Linked DNA regions of Macaca mulatta: region 2 is linked to region 1. A link is a contact called in public Hi-C data. All regions are on one chromosome and are shown on one strand. The core of a region is the stretch at or near the end of the contact, and the rest is flanking DNA. Distances in the headings are between cores, read along the strand shown. Region 1 holds the start of DDX41 (DEAD-box helicase 41). Region 2 holds the start of FAM193B (family with sequence similarity 193 member B).

Evidence for each region. A called contact is a pair of places that touch in the nucleus more often than the background predicts.
Region 2: a contact with region 1 is called in a Hi-C map of CD4 T cells, with 2.0 times the contacts expected there. The contact joins the promoter of FAM193B here to the promoter of DDX41 in region 1. A contact is called at or near these places in 3 of 14 Hi-C or Micro-C datasets (CD4 T cells, fetal cortex germinal zone and liver).

What each region holds. Positions count from the first base shown.
Region 1 is chr6:186,499,446-186,503,117 of T2T-MMU8v2.0, forward strand. It overlaps DDX41 (DEAD-box helicase 41), which reads right to left and starts at 2,052. Exons shown (of 16, transcript XM_015141528.3): 1 at 2,021-2,052; 2 at 1,827-1,937; 3 at 1,422-1,581; 4 at 1,253-1,327; 5 at 1,063-1,123; 6 at 819-955; 7 at 319-391; 8 at 49-202. The coding sequence starts at 2,047.
Region 2 is chr6:186,538,387-186,542,058 of T2T-MMU8v2.0, forward strand. It overlaps FAM193B (family with sequence similarity 193 member B), which reads right to left and starts at 1,660. Exons shown (of 10, transcript NM_001194019.2): 1 at 1,457-1,660.

The DNA of each region.
Region 1 (3,672 bases), core at 802-3,301:
GATGGCAGCCCCAGTCTCTGGCCTGCCCTCCGGGCCAGCCTGTCTTACCGAGGGGCATATGATGAGTCCGTAGGGCCCCTCGCGCTTTGAGAAGGGTAACCTCTTCTCTTGTTCCAGGCAGAACATGATGACAGGCAACGTGAACACCAGTGTCTTGCCTGAACCCGTGAAGGCGATGCCTATCATGTCACGGCCAGATAGACTGTTGGGAGAGGATGACCCGAGAGCCAATTTCAACAGAAGATGAAGGACACCTAGCCATTGCTCCTCCCCGTTCCCGCCCTCCTCAAGGACCCCAGGTCCACAGTCCACACTCACATGGTGGGGATGCCCTGGATCTGAATGGGTGTTGGGTGGTGAATGCCTTTCTTCTTCAGGCCTCTCAGGATGGCTGTGAAAACCAACAGACATCGTCCTTGTGACTCACAGGTACTTTCTCAGAGCCCCAAAGCCTGTAAAACTGGCACTATCCCTACAAGTTGCAGATGATGAAACTGAGGCTCAGAGCAAGAGAGAGAGAGGGAGGAAAAAAAAAAACAAAAAAGAGACTTGTCCAAGGCCCACAGGCTAGGTGCAGCCAGGACTTGTACCCAGTGCCTATGCCCAATGGCACTTTCCTCCTGAAGCTTCGTAACAGCAGAGAACAATGAACATGTACAGCTGGGGCAACAAGGAACCTAAAGAAACTTCTCCTCAAATCCCTCCAGCCCCAGTGACTGGATCCAGTGCAGATGTGGCTGAACTCAGGGTGGGCTCGGACATAACCTCACAGGCATTTGATTATAAAAGTGTGGGATCTCTCTCCGCTCCCTGACTACCTGCAGGAAACTTCATTTCCTTGAAGCTCTTGATGGGTGGTGGAATACCGTCTCCCTCCACCAGGATGTGGTATTTCTTCCGCACGCGCTCATGTCGCTCTTCAGACATGCTCAGGACATAACGGGGCGGAGTCCAGCTGTGGATGGGTAACAGGGATCAAGAGAGCTCTGGGAACAGCTGGCCTGGGAGCAACCCTGCATGTACCATCCTAAGCAAGGGCAACTGCAGACTGTACAAACATACCTGGTTTTGATGGGGTCATCATATGTGATGCCCTTGGCCATCTCCTTCACTGACATCAATGCTGAGGAGAAAGACATGGCTCAGGACTGGCTCCTACTTCTGAGAAGCCAGATCCCTTGAGATATAACATGCCTGGGGCTGGGAAGAGGAGACTCAGTCTACCTTCTCACTATCCTGGCTACAACCATACCTCGGCCCTCAGCCACACTCTCCAGGATCTTCTCTTCTTCCTTCAGCTGCTTCTCCTTGGCAGACTCTTTGCGGGCTGAGAAAAGAAGTGGAAGATGTCAGACAGATACCAACACGGTGCGCCAGGCTCGGCTTCTCCTTTCCCGCCCCGGCAGTGCTGCCCAGCCCACCTTCAGCCTTCTCTTTAAGGTGCTGGTGCTGATCCAGGAGGCTGACGTTGGACTGAGGGCCTAGCGGGATGTCGTCCTCATCTCCCCGGGGTTCACTACCGCTGTCCTGCTGCTCTTCCTCCGCAGCTCCCTTCCGTCTTCGCTGCAGCAGCTTCTGGAGCTGAGGTTCCACCCGGGCCCCACAGATAGAATGGGAATGGGGTCCACAGGGCCAGCGTCAGGATCCTGGCTTTGGGACGAGGATCCTGTGCCCGAGGCGCAGAACCGCCCTACCCCTCAGATCAGGCCGTCGGTCCCTCGTTTGTCTGGGGGCCGCGCCCCGGTGTACTGAAGCTCACTCCTCAGACTGCCCTCCCTACGACCGGCGGTCACGGCCCCATCCCTCCCCGGACGCGGGCCCCTCACCAGTAGCTGCCGGCGCTGCCGTAACGGCACATAGGGCACGTAGTCCTCGTCGTCCTCATCCTCCGCCTCGGAGCGGCTTCCTCCGGCAGGCACCTCGTCGGTGCGAGCCCGCTGCAAGCACACGTAAGTCAGGCACGGCCTGCTCCCCACTTCACGCCCGCTCTCACCCGCGAGGAGCCTCGCCTCTCTCCTACCTTCCGTTCGGGTTCCGACTCCTCCATTCTTTGCTGCACGCATGCGCGCCACGGCGAAACCCCGCCTCATCTTTGCGTGGGACCCAATCCGATGTGAAGAAGCGAACGTCGGCGCCTAGCAACGACCTCGGAGTTCCGGATCGCGCAGAGGGACAAATTTGCTCCGGAGCTGCTCTCGCACGGCGAAGCGTCGACGCTTTCATGGGTGGTTACGCGACAGTTGCCAGGACCGAGGGCGAAACCGGCCGCAAGGCATTGTGGGACACCGGAGGACTTGGAGCATGCGCTAAAAGGCTCAACCCAGGCCCACTGGAAGAGGAAGACGCACGCAGCGGAGACCGCTGATCCGGAGTCGGGGCGGGCCGGCGGGTGCCCAACCTCTCCCTGAGCATGGCGTCTTGGGCACGCCCCTACCGGCGGACAGTGCGTCCTCTAGGGCCGGGAGCGCTGGGCCGAGTCCGCGTGGGCCGCCTGCGCTTCCATCCCTGCCAGGGCCGCCGGGGTTGCGGGATAAACCGCTCCACGCACCCTGCCGCCCTGACTGCGCCTGTGTGACACCTATGTTCAGTGGTGGGGGACGCATCAGAAACGGATGGCAGTGGTTTTGAACTGGGAGGCCTTGTATAAATGTAAACGGTTATTACTGTAAATGCCCTAACAGAGCTGCCTGGCGGGCGCTTCCAGGGAAGCGTGGGAATCTCAGGCTGGGAGAGGAGAGGCGTCCTGGGTCAGGGCGCTGCAGGAATACAGGTCTGGCGATGTGCAAGTACACAGATTCACCAGGCAACAGCATTGCGGCTAGGGTGGGATGGGGAAGCCGGAGCTAAGGCCAGAAAAGGAGATTGCGACCAGAGCATACCTGCTGTGACTCTCAGAGTAAGTGGTTTCAACTTTAATATTAGAGACTTCTAAGGAGGAATGACTTGGTCAGCTCTGTGCTTTCTTTCCTTCAAAAGTGTGTGCTGGGCATTGGTACTGCGCTCAAGCAGATGATAATCAAGACACATACCTGGTGTGCGAGGAGCTTATGGATTAGTTGACACTAGAAATATAGACAGATAACTGGTCTTGAAGTTAAAGATCCTGGGGGCCGGGCGCGGTGGCTCACGCCTGTAATCCCAACACTTTGGGAGGCCGAGGCGGGCGGATCACGAGGTCAGGAGATCGAGACCATCCTGGCTAACACAGTGAAATCCCGTCTCTACTAAAAATAAAAAAATTAGCCGGGCGTGGTGGCGGGCGCCAGTGGTCCCAGCTACTCGGGAGGCTGAGGCTGGAGAATGGTGTGAACCCGGGAGGCGGAGCTTGCAGTGAGCCGAGATGGTGCCACCGCACTCCAGCCTGGGTGACAGAGCGAGACTCCATCTCAAAACAAACAAACAAAAAACCTAAGACAAGGTACCGCTTTTGGAAGTGTCATAGTTTTCATAGTACAATGGCCTCTTAGCTGGGATATGAAGGATATACAGGAATTCACGAAAAACGGGGAAAATTAAAGGAAGAGGAAAATATGTGAAAGTTGGGAGACCTGCGGTTGTGAGACCTTACTGGAGAGGAAGGTCGTCCAGCATGGCTGGAACAAGTACTGGAGTCAGGGCCCCAGGCACGAAGGTCCCAAATGCCACAGAAGTCATGGTAGATGGGCTGCTTGA
Region 2 (3,672 bases), core at 410-2,909, 39 kb after region 1:
ACATTTTCATTAATTAAAAACCTTATTGTGATCTGAGACACAAGGAAATCAGCATGAAAACTGGGTTACAATAAGCACGGGTTCTGGACTGATTCATTTTCTCTCTCATTCACCTAGTTATTTTTACTCTGTGTTAGCAAGGCCCTGGGCCAGGCGTGGAGGATCAGAGATAGATGGCACGGCCTGTGTCCCTGCGGAGTTCACAGTCCAGGGCAGGCAACAGACATATCAACAGAACGTTTCATCACAGAAAGGGGAGTGCTACCAGAGGGAGGCACAGAGGGCTGTGGGCACAGAGAGGGCACCTGACGCAACTGGGGAGGTCAGGGGAGGCTTTGTAGGAAGGTACCCCAAATGGCAACCCCACTCACATGCACAATTCCAGAGATTCTACTAGAAGGCTGTCAAGAGCCATGCCTTCTGGCTGCACCAGCCTCCCAGAGTCCCCTGCTGCCCGATGCAGTGTCTGCAGAGCCAAACGCATCTTCCGCCACGCCTCATCCTCATCCGGCGCCGCATCCGACCCTCCAAGACTCCTGCAGGAGCCTGCCTTCCTGGGCAGGCTCAGCCAAAAGACCAACTCAAAACTCTTTTGTCAGAGCAAGCTTAGGGAGAGCCACCCAGCCCCGAGTGCCACAACCCTCCCAGAGCAACCGTGGCCCATGTCACCCCCGCCTCTCAGTGAACATTGGCAGGGTACCCCCCATTATCTCCTTTGCTCAAAAGAAAGTGACCTTCTTCCAGGTGGCAAGCTGGAAGCTTTGGAGAATCCTCCTACTGTTCACTCTCAGCAGGAGTCTCCAAACCCGGGATCTCAGGGTCGGGGTGGGCCGCCTTGCGGGGCAGGGGAAGGGAGAAAGGGCAGGTTCTGCTGGGTTTCCACCTCAGTGCAGAAACCCCACCAAAAACTCTTCCGGCCAGCCTGGCTGTCTGCTCCGACTGCTCTGCTGGGTATGGCGAGGAGGTGCCAGGAGACACAGCTGCTGAGGGGCCGCGGCTGCAGGCGGTGCAGGGGACGGAGTGGAGCCGTTCCCGAGGGGAGAGGGAAGAGGCTGCAGCCGTCCAGTCCCAGAGCCCCGAGATGGCCTGTGGCTGAGGGAGCAGGTGGGCCCAGGGGGAGGTGGCGGGCCGAGAGAGGAGCTGCGGCCTCGGGATCACAGCCCAGTCCCAGTGTGGGTGTACGGCCGGACGTTAGCCTCTGCTCCAGGCCGGAGGCGGCGGGGAGAGGGGAGCAGCTTCAGCCTAGTCGCAGGAGCGCGTACCGAGCCTCGGCTTTGGGGAGAGGGGTCCGGCCTCCATTCCCGCCCCGGGGGAGAAAGCTTCGGCGCCGGACCCGGGGGAAGGCTGCTGCCCCAGCCGCGGCAGGATGGCCCATCCCCAACCCCGCCCCACTCCCGCTCCCGCTCGGGGGAGGTGAAAGCGCCCGGGCCGCCGAAGTCGCCTCGCTCGCTCCTACCTGCGGGCCGGGCACCAGGTTGGGTTCGTCGTCCTCCCTGGAGCCGTCGCGATCGGGCTCCGCCGGCGCCTCCGGGGGGCCTGCACCCGCTCCCGCCTCCAGGCTTGGCGGCGGCGGGGGCTCGGGCGCCTGGGGCTTCTGCGGCCCCGCGGCCCGAGCCCGCTCGCGCCTACCCGCGCCGCCGCTCGGCCTGCTCCGCCTCCGAGTCATGCTGCCGCTCGCGCCGCTCCCTCGCTCCACACGCCGCGCCGCCGCCGCCGCCGCCGCCGCCGCCGCTACCGCTCCCCTCACAGGACAACAGCCAATATGGCGGCGCCCGGCTCCCCCCTCCGCCTGCTGCCAGCAGGTCAGAGGGCACGCGGAGTCCGCGCCGCCGCACTAGCCCCCGAGGCAGCCTGCGCCATTTTGAATAAGGTCACCACCCGGAGTTCCGTGGGAGAAAAGCCTGGTGGGGAGACGCCCTTCCCCCTACGCGGGACGGGAAGGATGCTACCTGCTGGAGGAACGCGTGTAACGCGGTGGTAATCGCGGTGCAGCACCCTAGCACTTAATAATTGCCTGTTAAATGGATGAGTGAATTAATTTCTATAGTGTTACAATAATACTTTCACACCCGTCGTCTGACTCCTTCCAACAGCACAGCAAGGCAGATACGGATCATTCCCATTTTGCAGGGGAGAAATACTGAGGCAACATAAAGGCTTGCAAAAGGCTGCTGTACATCATTTTGTTGGAACTGCTGGGCTCGTGGACGGCCTAAGTTGAAAGGGACGGTCTTTATTTGCAACATACGGTCTACTGGGAGTCCAGCGTTCTGTGCTTGGGGCATGGGACTCAGATCCGACTCCTTGTTCTAGAGTCTGATGGAGAAGGTAGACACGTCGGTACATAGTTACAACCGGTGTGATAACGATGAGACGACTAGGTGTTTCCAAAAAAATAGTATATGCAGGAGAGGATTTTGGAATGGTACACAAAGGAGAATTTTTAAAACTTAATAATTATGTATTTAATTGTTAAAAATGGGATTTCCCCCCTCTTTTATTTTTGTGAATATACTGTATAATACATGCACATGGCACAGATTTAAAAAAAAGTTGTGAGTGAAGTCTGTCTCATGCCTGGGCTATGTACTCTGAAACTGTGGTTATATGGAGAGTTGCTATTGGTATCAAGAAGGGCAGAATCCTGACATTGGCTTCCTAACCCATGGGGCAAGGGCTATTTTGAAAGGAAGAGCTACATGGAAGGCCCTAGAGCTCTCCTTAACTACCAAGAAAATAAATCAAAAATAGTACCTTATCTTACCCAGGGATTAATACCACTCTCAAAGATTTGAAAGATGTAGGGTGAGTCCCATCACATCACCATTACCTCTTCAGTTTGTCCAGAATAGGAGAGAGATGGCCTTGAAGAACAATAGAGCATTATGATAAACTTACTTATTCTGGTAAGAACCCCAACTTCAGGCGCTCTTCCAGATGTGGTCCTTCTTGGGAGAGATCAGCACATTTGTTGGCCTCTAATAGGCAGCAAGAGGTCTGGTCAATGGTTATTCTTCTGTACCAAACACAAGGATTCCCTTGCATTGATCTGGCAGAGGCAGCAGTAAACCCTCACTGTCTGGCTTCAGGGTATGTCACTCTCTGGACCCAGCCACTTAGTTTACAGGGATTTTTTTTTTTTTTTTTTTTTTTTTTTTTTTTTTTTATGACAGAGCCTCACTCTATCTCCCAGGCTGGAGTGCAGTGGCGAAATCTCAGGTCACTGCAACCTCTGCCTCCTGGGTTCAAGGGATTCTTGTGCCTCAGCCTCGAGAGTAGCTGGGATTTGAGGCGCATGCTACCACGCCCCCTAATTTTTTGTATTTTTAGTAGAGAAAGGGTTTTGCCATGTTGCCCTGGCTGGTCTCGAATTCTTGACCTTGGGTGATCTGCCTGCCTCAGCCTCCCAAAGTGCCAGGATTACAGGCATGAGCCACTGCACCCTGCCAGTTTACAGGGATTTTTTTTTTTTTTTTTACTAAATCTCCATTCTAATGGATATCAGGCTAATCTACCAAGGCACTGATGACATCATCTTGATGGACCTTAAGAAAAGGGAATAACAGATATCCTGGATGATTTGGTAAAGCATGATGTGTGTGCCAGAGGATGGATAATAAATCTCACAAATATATAGGGGCCTGTCAGTAAGCCATCTAGGAGTCTGGGATA